5 separate regions of the Mus musculus genome follow, and all the other regions are linked to region 5. A link is a contact called in public Hi-C, HiChIP or PLAC-seq and promoter capture Hi-C data. All regions are on one chromosome and are shown on one strand. Each heading gives the region's core, a stretch centred on a gene start, on an enhancer-like site or on the middle of the called end of the contact. The rest is flanking DNA. Distances are from core to core; before and after follow the strand shown. Region 1 has its middle 34 kb from the start of Gm35440. Region 2 overlaps Gm35041 (a long non-coding RNA gene). Region 3 overlaps Gm35240 (a long non-coding RNA gene). Region 4 has its middle 52 kb from the start of Gm35240. Region 5 holds the start of 9530018F02Rik (a long non-coding RNA gene).

Region 1 (2,700 bases), core at 1-2,500, 480 kb after region 5:
AAATCCACTCCTACTTGAGTCCGAGGAAAAGAACAACAAAAAAGTCATGTGACAGCCCTCCCCTCTGGGACTTCTGCTTGGAAAGGGCCTGTGGCATGCCGTACCCACTCAAACTATTGGTCCAAAACAAATCATCACTGCCTGGCCCAGTGTCAATGAAGTAAAAGGTGTGACTCTTTTATGAAGAAGGGAGGAGGGTGGATAGGGGAAACAATCGTGCTGTCTTGTCAGGTTTGGGGACTTGAAGAATCTTGTGTCTGAGTGATGAATGAAGAAGCACAGTAATTGGCATAAACGGGTTGATTTTTTTTTCCTCTCACAGAAAGAGATGCCTATAACTTATCTCTTACAATCAGAGATAAACTTTCTCATGAGTCCCCAAAATGTTTAATACTGCAATATTAATGTTTGATAAATGTCTGTGAATGTACAAGGGCATTCTGACTCTTAAGGTGAGAGTTTTAGGAGGTGGGCTGTGTGGGAGATGATCAGGTCATGGAAGAAGTCACTTCTGACATGGCATGCGTACCCTTATGAAGGGAAGGTTAGAAAACATTGTCATCCTGTTCCCTTGCGAGTCATCAGCGAACTAGAAGTTCCTTGTCAGAGCCTGCCTACCCCTCTCTTATCTCAGCCTTCAGTGTTCAGAACCACCATAAATATGCTTAGTGTTAATAAGTCACTCCATCTGCAGTACTTCCTTGTTGTAAACCAAACCGACGGAGAAAGACTACGCTGTGCAAGTATAATTTTCTCAGAGACTTGGGGTCATAACTTTGACCATTAACCCTGGCATTGTTGTGGTGTAGAGATATTCCTAGATGTTCCTAGAGGGCTACTCGACTCTTTTTTAAAATGGTCCCAGGGCCATTTTGCTTTTGGAGCTCAAGGCTTTATTCTATAATTTTTCTGTTCATTCCCCCAAGTACCAGGCTCAGGGTTGCTTTATCTTGATAACCAGAGTGAGTCTTCTTTAGCCCTTACATCACCTAGAAGCTCATTAGAAATTCAGAGTCTGGCCCCATCCCAGGCCTTCTCAATCAGGCTTTGCATTTTAATATGTCTCCTAGGTGTTAAATATGCACATTAATGTTGGAGAAGCAGCCCAGAGTTTCCCCACCTGGAGGGCATATTGGTATCACCAGGGAAACATTACGAATTCTGAGGCTGGACCCAGAGCCCCTCCTCCAGAGCCTGGCCTAATTGGTCCGGGGTCTGCAGAGGGCACTGGAGGTTGAAGAGCTCCCTCTGTGATTCTAATGTGCAGCCAGGGCTGAGAGACACAGCTGTCTGCTGGCTCTCTCTTGGCTGCATGGACTTGCAGGCTCAGTGATTAGGGAAGCAAGCTTATTTACAATTGTTCAATTGTGTTGCTGGCCATTAGCATCACTCCCAACAAGGCTGGGGGAGCCTGGAGTATTCAGAAGTAGCAATAACCGAAGTTTCTAAAGAACTTCTATGGGATGAGAATATTATCCTTGATCTTTATATATTCTGTTATCTAAGTTTAAATGGAAGAGACTGAACTTCAAAAATGTTGACCTTTCCCAATGTCTAATTAGTAGAGCTAGGATTTTGTTCACTGTATGTTCCTCTTAGAACATACTCTTAATATGTCCTTTAGTTTTGTGAAAGGGTAAGCTGGATCACTATGAAGACAAGTTCAGGATTCTACAGGTTGTATGGGGGAAAACTGAGCAATGCAAAGAAATTACATAGCTTTGAAGGTGAGGGTGAAGTTATGTGTGGGTTGAAGCATGTCTTACAGTCAACTTCTTAAAATTAGGCAAGATGTTAGCTATAGAGGTAAATACACCAGGAGCATCGTCTCATTTAATCTTCACTACAATCTTGAATACAGTGCTAACTGTTCTCATTTTATGGTAGTGGGGATGGAGGCTGGGATGTAAATTAGTGAATTAACAAAGAGTGGAGCAAGTCTGGAAATCTAGCTTCAAAGCTTGTACTAGTTTGTGACTTAATCTCTTAAAGAATTGTCCCACTAGCCCATCTAACTACTTGCTTCAAGTAAAGAAAGGTAAGATCAGATCTTCATCAACCTTCTATCTACAGAGGCATGTTGGGGCCAGCACACCTCACCTGCTAATTTTACCTTCTCATAGGTTGAGAGTGGGGAGTTTCTAGTAGTCAGGAAGTCTGGGTTTGGGGTGGTGGTGTTTAGTTTTAGGAACTCAACTTTCCAGAATTTGAAAACTTAACAGTTCTTAGAATATTCCAGAACCCCCTTCAGGGACAAGGAAATCACTAGTCCAATCCAGCAATAGTTGGTTCACTGGGCTATTTACAGGAAGAGGCCTGGGTACCTGTAAGAACACCTGAGAGTACAGACAGAAATACCTCTATGGGTTAGCAGCGATGGGGCAGTTGGGTGGTCAGCACAGGGTAACTGGTTATGAAGAAAGAAAGGGAGAAAAGGACGGAGGGTTGAAGCATGGGTTCTTCTGCCTCCTTATTCGGGAGTTCCTGTTTCAACCATCCATCTTGCCTCCCTGGCAGAAGTCATGAGGAGTGGCTGCTGTAGGAACAAGCTGATCTCAGATTAGACAGACTGAGGAGGAGGGACCACATTGCTAAAGTGGAAAAATTCTTTAACAAGATCTCCAGTTGATTTTCTCTCCCTCATAGAAACCTACAAATAAAAAGGTACTCATACTTTACTGTTGTGGGAAATATTAAAAA
Region 2 (2,700 bases), core at 34-2,533, 260 kb before region 5:
TTCCAGGGAGTAATTCGAGTTGGGACTGGGTTTACTGAAGAGTGATTTTATTTTATTTATGTGTATGCTGAATGTATGCTGCATGAGTGCAGGCACCATGGCGTCCAGAAGAGGGCATCAGATGCCCTGGAGGTGGAGTTAGCAGGTAACTGTGGGTTGCCCATTGTGGGTGCTGGGAACTGATCTGGGTTCACTGGCAGAACAGTTAGTTCTCTTAATCATTGAGCCACTTGTCCAGTCCCTTGAGGATAATGTTTGCGTCAACTTTTCTACAGTGAGAACTTAGATGGAGTATGATTTCTGTTCCATGGTGTTCTTACAAGTTGACACTGCGTTTTTCTTTATTCATGAGAAATCCTTGGAAAAGCCTCTCTGGGGCTCAATGTATTCTAACACTAGCAAGTAATGACTTTTCCCTTCTTGTGGAGGCATAGAAAATAAATACATTTTTTTTTTCTTGTGGTGCAGGAGATTGAGTTCAGGACCCTGTGTATGCTAAGCACACATCCGACCACTAGCTATATTCCAGCCCAGACTTGTACTCATGTGTTTATTTCACAGATTTTTATTGTGCTTATTATTTTGTGCCTGGTATCATATACCTTTTTTTGGTGACAGCTTTCTGATACCTGTCTCATGTAGTTGGGCACAGAAGCCTCACAGCTGAGTACGAGGGTTGGGATTTGAACTCAGACAGTCGGACTTCGATCTGTACTCTCTTACCGCCAAGTTACAATGCATATCTGTCGTGATAAGGCAAGGATGTCCAGGATCCAAAGCCATTGCCAGGAGACAGGGCGACTGGGCAATCAAGGAAAGACCCTGTTCCACACATGCCACGCGTGCTTACCTCCTTCCCTAGAGCTCTGGCTTCTCAGAGCTCTGGCTTCTCGTCCTCATACCTGACTACTCCTCAGCCGCCGAGTGGGAGTGGTCAGGAGCTAGCCTCCTGCAACCTTCAGCTTTCTTAGAGCTGAGTCATAGGCTAACCTGGCCTGACCACTCAGCCTGACTCACTGGCCTCTTTTCTCCTTCCTCCTCACTGTACACGTCAACAACCAGACCTAGGGGCTTTCTTCCATGGTATGAGAATCTTCAAGACCAAGAAGGAGGCCTGCCTGGTGCCCACCATTTAGGCGACTGATCGCTCCAGAGCCAGTCTCTACTCCAGGTTTTCTTTTCCCTTTGGCCCTTCCGCAAGTAACACGGGCTGGGCCCCATTTAGTCTCACCAGGCTTGTTATTCTGAGCAGCTTGCCTCTGGTTCCCTCCAGGGCAGCAAACTGGTACCTCTGGGAGAGAGAAAGGAAAGCTTTGAGCTGCCAGCCAACAGGTGCTCAGCACATGCTTCTTGCCGGTTGAAAACAAAAGCTTGGCTTCCCAGCGGCAGAGAGCAACCAGGCCTCCTGCCCCATGCGGAGATCCACAGTGACCACCTCAAGCACTCTGGCACTTGTGTTACCCATAAACTCCTGTGGGCAGTATCTGAGTTATTCACTCTCTGCCAGTGGGGTGTTGAACTCGTTCAGTTTGGTTAACTCGGGGACAAACACTTCAGCCTTTGTGCTTACAGCCCGGGTTTTGCAGATCAAAGATGAGTGGGCTTATTTATTAGGGTGCTAGGGAGTGACTCACTACCTTGTGCATGCAAGCCTAGTCTTCTACAGGGCTACATATCTAGGCCTTGGGTTTAGCCCTCTAATTTACAAGGGAGGGGGCACACTGAACACTCTACTCTCTTGAAGTATCATCTGGCAGAAAGGTATGCAACTTAGAAACAAGCCTACCCACGCCCACGCTGCATCTCCTTCTCCACACTCACCACTCACTCCTGGGACCCCTGTGGGTTTGGGGAGCTTGTACTTGGCCTTAGGAAAAGAGGATGCAGCCCAGGGACATCCTTTGGCCCCAGAAGGGGGTGGCTGCCAGAGACTGTATTTGAATTTTTTTTTTTTTTAATTAGATGAGGTCTTACTTTGTATTCCTGGCTCTCTAGAATTTGCCATGCAGGTCAGACTGGCTTCAAACTTGCAATACTTCTCCTACCTCTGCCTCTTGAGTACTTGGATCACAAGTGTCAGAGAGGAGCCTTTTTTTTTTTAATATATTTTATTAGGTATTTTCCTTTTACATTTCCAATGCTATCCCAAAAGTCCCCCATACTCCCCCCCCCCCCCCAGAGGAACCTTTTAATGTGTGAGCCTTGGGCAAGGGTACCTCTTGCTTGGGTCTGAGGCCAGCACTGGAGAAAACAATTCTACTGCCTTCCTTTATAGAGAATGCCTTCTTGAAGTCTCCTCTCACATAGGTTCTTCCTGTGGAAACAGGGAGGAGGCCTGTCAGGAGGCCGTGGGCCAGAGGTCAGTGCCACGTGGACCTGTTTACAAGGAATTCAGTAAACAATGCTCCTATGAGCTGGTCAGACTTCTTATCATCTCCTAGGCTTCTGGCAACGCCTAATGACCAATGCATTGGATAGGGACACCACCCAGTGGAAAGTGGACGTTTCCAGCCCTTTTACGATCCAGCCAAAGTCCAGGTATTGAAGAGAGGCAGGGAAAGCGCTGTTACATTGTGTCTGGGCTGATCACCCACCTTCAGATGATTTTTCTCTCTGGAAAGCAGAACACTCAACAACGGCATCCTGGTCTACTCCTGCCTTCCCCCTCCTCCAGTCCTCTCACACACCTGTTTAGGGAAC
Region 3 (2,700 bases), core at 142-2,641, 360 kb after region 5:
ACTCTTAGAAGCAATCATTACCCTCTAATAAAACAGACATCTTTTTGAAAAAGAGCCTGGAGTTACAAAATAAACTTTTTTTTTTTTGAACACAGCTTTAAAAAGAAAACAGGAGATTGGGAGACAGATATAAAAGGTGTTGTTTTTCACCATGAGTTATGGCCCCAGCCCCATGAGACATGCACAGATCCACATTTTTCATTCTCTACCCCAATGGAGAGCAGCTCTCACAGTTGGGTGTCCGGCTCAGTACTCTGTTGGTTTTTCCTGACTAAAGTTACATCATTGATTGATGGCAAATCTTGGTCAATTAAAGGTTCATTTTTCTTTTGGCCCTTGGCAAATGCAACATTGATTATGGGTTATTAGCATCCACCCTCTCAGATTCCGAATATGCTGAGAGCATTTGTCTGCATACCAACGACAGCAATAGCAACCAGGGCTCTGAACCACCTTTCTATTCTGGGCCCAAGGACACCTGCCAGCCTGTCTGACAGCAGGCAGGAGATTTGCTTTTCAGGTCCTTCCTAGCAAGATTAAAAGAAACTTCCCCCAGCCTATATTTAACTCCCTGCCCCCTACTCCAAGTCAAGACAAATGGGGATATTTTGTGATAATATTTGGAATCTCTTTACTTGTCTATTCACATATGCATCCGCTCATTGATTTGTTCATTTAATAAGTATGATTGAGTGCTGACTTCTAGGGGAAATAAAAAAGGTACAGAGACTATGGAGAGATGAGACAGGTCTTCTAAGCTGTCTAAGAAGTGTATGTCCTTTTGGCACAAACTCCTCAGAAGCCTACTGAAGCCACAGCCAGGATCGCTGCCCCAACTTCCCACAATACCCTTCCTCTGTGGCATTTTGAGGAGAGAAAAGCCCCCCTTTTTAAAATGGCATTCATTCGCATTGTCCTGTCCTCTATTTTGGGATGTCATTATGGCATAGTCCCTACCTCCTCCGGGAGCTGTGTAGAGCCTCCAGTAAGCCTGAGATTTCACAGGAATGGCCAGTAGCTGCTCTTCTCTGCATGCTGAGGACCTTCCTCTGAGAGCCCTCTGGTGGGATGGGATGGGATGGGATGGGATGGGATGGGATGGGATGGGATGGGATGGGATGACATGGGATGAGGTACCTATCTCAGGTGCACCCTGGCCCATCTCCCTGTGCTTCTGACTAGCCTCAAAGGCCTCTGCCATTCCTCTGTGTGCTTGTGTGCTTGTTCTGGTTTAAATGACTGTGACTTAATTATCCCACAGCTCAGAAATTCAGAATCCTCCCTACTGTGACCTCTGGGTCTTGGCAGGACTAAGTTCCTTCTAGAGACCATAGGAAAGGATCTAAGTCCACCTTTCCCTGCTTCCAGGGGCTGCTTACATTCTTTAGCTCCTCCCCCAAGCCCCAGCATGGAGGCCAGCAGCACAGCAGCACAACCTCTGCTTCATGACCTCAGCTTTGCTGCCTCATCTGAAAATTTTGATGCTTTTGGCTGCTTTTGTGTGTGTGTGTGTGAAGACCCTGTAATTATATTGGATCATACGACAGCAAAGTCCTCTCCCACACCCAGGGTGTTAGGGATTGAACCAGGGCCCTGCTCATGCTAGCCAAATACCCTACTTACCCCACACTGTGTCTTAAACCTGGCTATGGAAAACAACATTCCCCAGGTTCTGGAATGTGGCCATGTTGGGGGCAGTAGGGCATTATTCTGTCTGCCTTCCCAGCTTCCCTGTGCTGAGCAAGGGAAAGCTCTCCAGCTCAGCTCAGCTCCAACAAGCCTGGGATCTGTCAAACTGACAGTAATGAGAGCTAACACTTAATGAGTGCTTGTCACAAGAATCACACACCACATAAAAGCTTTAGATACATTTTCTCATTGAATTCCTCCCCAAGATCTAAGGTAGTCGAGGAAACAGAGGCCCGTGAGGTTAAATAGCTCACTCAAGATAATCAAACCAGAAAGCCCTAGAAGCTGGGAGGTTCACTCAGATGCACACTGTTCCCCAGGAAAAGAAGGCTGGCCAGGAAGGTCAGGGGCAGACGGATGAAGAGCTGTTCCCGAGTGTGGCCTACTGCAGCATGTAAAAGGCAGAGCATCAAACTTGGCAAACGCCTCTCTGGCCAGTGTCAATTAAACACCGTCACTCCAGGAGCCTGTTAGTCAGAAACTTAAGCGAAAAAAGGAGTGATGCTGAAGTAAGCATGCCTTCTCAACCAGTTACAGCACCTCTGCCAAACTTGTTAGGGGTGATGCCCCACATGTTTCCTGTATGGTTTGTAGATGAATCGGCCGAGAAAGTGCCCTGGGTGCATGTGCACGGGCGTGACATGCACATATACACAAAGTGTATATCTGAGTATATACATGGGCTATTTGCCATTGCATGAGCATACAAAGAATGGAAGTAGACACTGGTACTTCTCTACCTTACTTATTGAGTCAGGGTTTCTTACTGAACCTGAAACTCGCCACTTCTGCTAGACTGGCTAGCCAGCAAGTCCCAGGGATTTGTCTGTCTACCCTCTGGAGGTTACACAATGTTTTTTTTTTCTTTTTTCTTTTACATGAGTGCTAGGTTAATGAAAAATAAATAAATAAAAAGAAGAAAAGGAAAACATGACTGCTCCTGGCTATGGTGGAGGAGATGGTTCATTGTAGATAAAATGGAGAGTGTAATTAGAGGGAGGGACATCTAGG
Region 4 (2,700 bases), core at 147-2,646, 260 kb after region 5:
GTTGGGCCCTGATGGATGTCAGGCATTTCAGTCACTCCCAGGCAGAGTCTCATCCCTTTTAGGTAAGGGTATTCAGTGGCTTCAGGCTGAAAGAGTGAGTCAGAGAGAAGGGTCAGAGGTCTGTAGTAATAACTGACTTCCATAAACCCTCCTGATTCTGGTATGTGGCAACTCTATCCTTCAGGCCTCAGTTCTCCCGTCAAACCCCAGTCACCTGGGAGCAACCCTGCTTTGTTAGCAGCAGTTTCTGGGCATCTGGCACTGGTGCTGGCGCTGCCCTTGGAGTTTTCTGGCCAATGATAGCGGCCATCATTTCCAGTGTCATGAGCACAGGGCTTGTTGGCATCTTTCCTGCCACCAGAGCAGGCTGCAAGAGGAACTTGGGTCTCCTTCTGTGGTATTTTTTTCTCATGACACACACACACACACACACACACACACATATATATGAGACAAGATATATATATCTCAAGATCTGAAAGCAATGCTAATATTAAAGTAACAGTACCCCCTTCTATGCTAAGGATTTTTCCTCATTTCTTCATTTCTCCTTATGAAAAGGCCCACAGCCATCAAATGACTATTCCAGAAAGGACCACAGGGATCTTTTGTTGGTTGATCACTAGAAAACATGGCTTTGGATGAGCCCTGGTCCTTCCCTGTGGCCAAGAGACAGTTTGATGATTGTTACCTTCTTGTTTTAGGGATCTGGCTCTGTCATCAGAACCAACAGATGATCTGGGTGTGGTGGTGTATGCATACAGTCTCCGCATTCAGGGTGCTGAGGCAGGAGGATTGTGAGCTTGAAGCCAGTCTGAGTCTTACACACACAATCAGCAGCAGCAGCAACAACAACAACAACAACAACAAAACAACTAAGATGACATTTTAAAAAAGTAATATTTCCACTGTAAAATTACATTAAAGAAAGCTCTTTCTCTATTCTTATGTGACACACACACTCCCCCTTATGTCCCCAACTTTTGGGCATCCATTTCAGTATGTCCTTGATCTCCCTGTCTGTGTGAGCACAGATGGCATTGCTTCCCTCCTACAGAGCCCTCAGTCACAGCTGATAGCAGCTGAAAGGAAGCATCTGACCCTCAGGCTCACACTCATAGACGGGCCACCACCAATGGCATGGCTTGGTTCCAAACACTGAACAGAGGGATACAGAAGTTGTGCTGGCCCTGAAAGACCACACAGGGGGCCACAGTGGCTGTGTTGGGACGTAAGGAGGAAGAACAAGCAGAAAAGGGTAGGGTTTGAAGGAGCAGGACAGTGGACCCAGACAAAGAGACCTGGGCTTGTGCAGTCACATTCCCAGAAGGAAAGAGGAGCCATGTGCTGTGCAGGTTCTGGTACCCAAGGCTTTGCCTGACCTCTGGCCTCCCCTGGGCAGCTGTGCCTGTTTGGCTTCTTCTGTCTGTCTTGTTTGCACTGACCTTCGTCCTGTAGGCTAACAACTTCTTGTTCAAAACTTTATCTAAAACTGGCCACATGCCTGAGCCTTGTTTTCAAACTAGGAACAAACTCTCAAAGGTCAGAGATTAACGTCCGAGTCCTTTGGAAAATCTTTCTAGGGAACTCGTGCAGATGACAGCCACTGAAATGCTGCGCTCAAAGGCCAAATGTAAGCCTTTTTACATATCAGCTGGCCCTTTTTGAGTCTTTCAATATAAAGCTATCCAGGGAAATTAATTCCCAGACCGCTTCAGCTGACAGGTGGAGATGGAATCATGGGGACTGCAATAACACCAGTGTCACTGGCCCATGTCTGACCTTGGCCAACCTGGTGACCATCACTTTAACCCAGGAACTTGGCTTTCTGTCTCTGGAGTTCATCTTCTTTAGTGATAGCATTAGTTTTTCCTAGAACTGTGACTGTTTTGTCCAGCTGGAATCTGGGGTAGCCATGGATACTGTGTCTCCTCCCACAACTTCCTGATAACTTTTAGGAGTTCAGAGAATTGGGAGAGGGCTGAGCTGTCAGATCTCAGTAGTAACCAGTGAAAGCAGGACACCAACAATGGACACGGTGAGCTTTCGATCAGTTGCTGCTGTGGCACAAGCAGGAATTGCCTGACCCCATTTTCCCACACATAGCACAAGTTCTCTGGGCCAAGGCAGTCAGTACAGATAGACATGAGATGGGATGTCTCCCTGAAGTGCAGGCCTAGATGAAGGCTCTGGAGGTTTCACCGGCCTTGGAAACAAGGGTGAGCACCAGGAGAAAAAACGTAGTTGGAACAGAGCTTGCTCCCAAGATATGCGTGTGTGCGTGTGTGTGTGTGTGTGTGTGTGTGTGTGTGTGTGTGTGTGTGTTCAGGGTTTGGGTGGGGAGTGGTGCTTCCTCCCCTTCCTCTACCACAGACCCTGATGAGCAAAGCCTTTATAATTGCCCATTGTCAAGCCTGACACACGGGTTTTTAAGGAAACCAAAACATGTCATCCCAAATAGGTCTCCTTAACACAAGAATTATTCTGTGCTTGAGGCAATTAAGGAAGAGCAAACTGCAAAAGCTTTTGCCTGCCCCCAATTTGCCCAAAATACCGGACATAATTTACACAAGTGTCCCAGCTTTCCTCTCTGTGGGGAAGGACAAGAGTTACCACTGGAGGCAGAGCCATTACTAACCCAGAGGTGGGATCATGAAATCTGCACACCTGGCTGTACTCACCAGCCCTGCCTGCTGTCTT
Region 5 (2,700 bases), core at 187-2,686:
TTTTGATTACTAGCATATAAAAGGGTGGCCCTGTTTACTCAGAGATACGTTTCCAAAGTATTTACTAGTATTTATCTGTGCTGGGAGGAATAATTGTCTTGAGGGCAGCTTTTCTACTCAGTCACCCGGCTGAGTCCTCAGGCTTGGGATCTGGTCCCCAGGCTACAGGGAAGAGTTCGGCACGGGAAGCTCATCTTCCGGCCCTCTGATTGGCCAGTTCGCACTCCACTCACTGGTTTTCCCGCTCTGATTGGCCCCGGCAGCACCCCTTCGGCCCGCGACTACTTTGTGTGCCCTGGCTGCGCGGCTGGGTCCTCCCGCCCAGCTCGCCCTCCCGGACGGTCTGTCGGAGGTAGCCCTTCGGCACTCGGCTCAGCATCGCGGGCGTCAGGATCCCCGAGTGCGAGCGGGTAGGAAGCATCCTAGGGAAAAGCCTCTCCTCTCCTGTACTCAATAAACTTCCGCCTCCGAAGGGCTGAGGCAGCAGCGGCTGCGAACGGCCGGGCTTCGAACTCGGGCTCTGCGGGGTTCTTTCTCTTCAGATGAAGACAGAGCCCGCAGGGTAGCCGGACCGCCCGGAGCCGAGGTGGCACTGTGTGCTGGTGCCTCAGCGGATGAGCAGCAGAGAGTACCCCGAAACTAGTACAGAGCCCTATTGAGCCCCAGCGGGGTGCGCCTCTGGGTGGTGGGCCAGGCCGGCCAGGGCGTGGGGAGCGCTGCTCCCCTCAGCCTCCGACCCTCAGGCGGCCTTCGCCTGTAGAGACCAAAGCCGGAGCCCGCGCGCGGCCGCTGTCCGGCTGGAACTCGGGTCCCGCCGTGGCCCGGTGGATGCTGCAGCTCCGCTGTCCACCCGCACAGAGAGGAAGGGGACGGGGCGGAGCCTGTGCACATGCCAGGGTCGCTGGAGGAGGCCGCGGCCGGCGCATGCGCGCCCTCCCCCAGCAGGCTGGGACGCCGAGGGGCGCGCGCCCCTCTCCGCGCGCGCACGCTCGCTCGCTCGCTCCCTCGCTCGCGCCGGCCGGCGGCTTCCCCGCCTGCGCTCCCGGTCGGAGCCACTCCGGCGCGTGCGCGCGTGGTCTCGGGCCGACCCGAGTGGCCGGGTTCTCTGGGCTCCAGGCCCCCGCCGCCCCCTCCCCGGCTCCCAGCCAACCCGTCCCTCCCTTTCCTCACGGAATGGGGCCGGCGCTGCTCGGGGTCGCGCGTCCTGGACCCGGCTCGCGCTCGGTCTCGCGCTGTCAGCCGCTGCCTGGCTCGCGCCGCCTTGCGCTTTCCCTCAGTCAGTGGCGCCGAAGGCTCCGTTAAGCGGCGGCCGCGGTTCCTGTTTCCGTTTCTTCCTCTCCCTTCAGTCGGGAGTAGCATCCTCCACCCCAGCACCCCTCCCACTCTCCCGCCGCGGCCAGCTGCAGCTGGAGGCAGCGGCGGCGGCGACGGGGGACGGCGCCGACCGCCTCGCTCCCGCCTCGGGTAAGGGGGCGTTAGGGAGCCGGGCCCCGCGCGCCGCGGACTCCAGGACGGGGCGGGCGCGGGCTCTGTGGAGCCTGGGCTCGGGGCGCTCCTTCGTCCTCCCGCCGATACCGGGCCTGTTGCTGCAACTGCTGCAGCCGTTGCTCAGCCAGCGGCCCCGGGAAAAGTGGGGAGGGAGCCTCCGGGACACCCCGGCGTAGCCTTGGCCCCTTGGGTGAGGGGCGCCGCGGCGTCGGGCATCCCAGGACCTATGGGATGGGGGCGGGGTGGGAGGTGTCCCTCAGCGAATCTCTGCATCTGCCGCTCCTTGCCCCCGCAGCCGGGTCCCCACGGTCAGACCGTGGGAAGGTGGGTTCCTTTGCTTTGCTTTGCTGTGTGGGCTTCTGGGGCTGGAAATCAGAGTGAACCTGCACAAAGATGCGTTCTGGCTAGTGGCTGAGGCAGGGTAGTTAATGGCCTGGGTGCCTCGGTATCCCCTCCCTTTGATCTGCGAATGACAAGCTGGAGGCTGTGGAGTGTCTCAACTTATTTGGGAAGGTTAAATGAGTCATATCAGCTCAGCGGAGGTCTGTCCTGCTGGAGTTGGGGTGGTTTGTCGGTAGCAGCACCTGTTCTCTGGATGTGGGCTTTGCAATCCTCAGAGACGTAATTCTTAAGTTAAATGGCACTGTCATGGTTAGGGTTTCGCACCCTGGTGAGCTTTTAGCGCTTTGCCTTAAACGTGGAGGCCTTGGAGAAAAGCAAAGAAAGTAGTGTTTTTCCTTGTGTCTAATTCTGCACGTTACTTTTAAGAAAACGCAAGAAGGTGAGCCCAGGAAAACCATATCCTCCCGTACCTCCCGTAGATCACTCCGAACTTAAAGGTTTCAGGGAACAAATGCAATGGAAGTTTTTATCAATTTAAGAGTTAAATTTATCACAAGTCACTGACTTAACTTTGCCTTTGCTCCGTAGAAACTCTTAAGAAGGTTTTATTTTAGTTGTCTTGTTCTTCCTGGGGTTAAGTGCTTATTTATTTTCTTGGTTAAAGTTCTGTGTAATATGCATACTTCTTTTAAAGGGTATATCATATATAAAGTATTTTAGGGGAGAAATTATATACTGAAGCAAAGAAGTAAGATGCTTCTTTTCTTTAAGGCAACATAGGAGTCTCTGACAATAGTACGCTCCTGTACATTGCTGTCCTTCTGATAAGAAGTCTTAATTATAAATACGACAGTATTTTAACACACATAT

What was found. Promoter capture Hi-C pulls out the DNA fragments that hold promoters and counts their contacts. A called contact is a pair of places that touch in the nucleus more often than the background predicts. HiChIP or PLAC-seq counts read pairs in DNA pulled down with a chosen protein or histone mark.
Region 1: an H3K4me3 HiChIP or PLAC-seq map of neural progenitor cells shows a contact between it and region 5, with 11 times the contacts expected there. The contact joins the enhancer-like site here to the promoter of 9530018F02Rik in region 5. A contact is called at or near these places in 6 of 39 promoter capture datasets (the 3T3-L1 cell line, the C10 cell line, cranial neural crest and 3 more) and 9 of 115 datasets of contacts at active chromatin or transcription factors (bone marrow-derived macrophages, craniofacial prominence, embryonic forebrain and 6 more).
Region 2: an HNF4G HiChIP or PLAC-seq map of pancreatic cancer cells shows a contact between it and region 5. The contact joins the enhancer-like site here to the promoter of 9530018F02Rik in region 5. A contact is called at or near these places in 7 of 39 promoter capture datasets (the C10 cell line, the HPC-7 cell line, embryonic stem cells and 2 more), 1 of 15 datasets of contacts at CTCF or cohesin (large pre-B cells), 17 of 484 Hi-C or Micro-C datasets (the AML12 cell line, the G1E-ER4 cell line, Th1 cells and 10 more), 17 of 115 datasets of contacts at active chromatin or transcription factors (the NIH/3T3 cell line, acute myeloid leukemia, bone marrow-derived macrophages and 12 more) and 1 of 9 other capture datasets (liver).
Region 3: a Hi-C map of cerebellar granule neurons shows a contact between it and region 5, with 2.3 times the contacts expected there. The contact joins the enhancer-like site here to the promoter of 9530018F02Rik in region 5. A contact is called at or near these places in 16 of 39 promoter capture datasets (the 3T3-L1 cell line, 3T3-L1-derived adipocytes, the C10 cell line and 9 more), 2 of 484 Hi-C or Micro-C datasets (bone marrow-derived macrophages and cerebellar granule neurons), 8 of 115 datasets of contacts at active chromatin or transcription factors (astrocytes, cardiomyocytes, embryonic basal ganglia and 5 more) and 1 of 9 other capture datasets (adipose tissue).
Region 4: a contact with region 5 is called in a promoter capture Hi-C map of liver. The contact joins the enhancer-like site here to the promoter of 9530018F02Rik in region 5. A contact is called at or near these places in 5 of 39 promoter capture datasets (the 3T3-L1 cell line, 3T3-L1-derived adipocytes, cranial neural crest and 2 more), 3 of 15 datasets of contacts at CTCF or cohesin (the NIH/3T3 cell line, large pre-B cells and pro-B cells), 4 of 484 Hi-C or Micro-C datasets (the HL-1 cell line, cortical neurons and liver), 11 of 115 datasets of contacts at active chromatin or transcription factors (the 230-238 cell line, VIP interneurons, bone marrow-derived macrophages and 6 more) and 2 of 9 other capture datasets (adipose tissue and liver).

The regions. Positions count from the first base shown.
Region 1 is chr12:77,715,046-77,717,745 of GRCm38.p6, forward strand. No RefSeq gene overlaps it. Among named protein-coding and RNA genes, the nearest start is that of Gm35440, 34 kb to the right of the region's middle. Within about 2 kb of position 1,251, at least 11 of the 459 cell types and tissues checked have an H3K27ac peak or open chromatin away from gene starts, as enhancers often do. A contact at or near this core is called in neural progenitor cells, where this site is marked.
Region 2 is chr12:76,980,583-76,983,282 of GRCm38.p6, forward strand. All of the region lies in intron 1 of Gm35041 (a long non-coding RNA gene), which reads left to right. Among named protein-coding and RNA genes, the nearest start is that of Gm35041, 9.4 kb to the left of the region's middle. Within about 2 kb of position 1,284, at least 35 of the 459 cell types and tissues checked have an H3K27ac peak or open chromatin away from gene starts, as enhancers often do. A contact at or near this core is called in differentiating embryonic stem cells, olfactory sensory neurons and pancreatic cancer cells, where this site is marked.
Region 3 is chr12:77,596,405-77,599,104 of GRCm38.p6, forward strand. The region is part of intron 2 of Gm35240 (a long non-coding RNA gene); the gene reads left to right. Among named protein-coding and RNA genes, the nearest start is that of Gm35240, 44 kb to the left of the region's middle. Within about 2 kb of position 1,392, at least 42 of the 459 cell types and tissues checked have an H3K27ac peak or open chromatin away from gene starts, as enhancers often do. A contact at or near this core is called in astrocytes, cerebellar granule neurons, embryonic limb bud and 1 more, where this site is marked.
Region 4 is chr12:77,500,570-77,503,269 of GRCm38.p6, forward strand. No RefSeq gene overlaps it. Among named protein-coding and RNA genes, the nearest start is that of Gm35240, 52 kb to the right of the region's middle. Within about 2 kb of position 1,397, at least 19 of the 459 cell types and tissues checked have an H3K27ac peak or open chromatin away from gene starts, as enhancers often do. A contact at or near this core is called in extraembryonic endoderm stem cells and liver, where this site is marked.
Region 5 is chr12:77,237,790-77,240,489 of GRCm38.p6, forward strand. It overlaps 9530018F02Rik (a long non-coding RNA gene), which reads right to left and starts at 1,437. Exons shown (of 1, transcript XR_003950200.1): 1 at 1-1,437. Fut8 (fucosyltransferase 8) reads left to right here and starts at 315. Exons shown (of 12, transcript NM_016893.5): 1 at 315-410.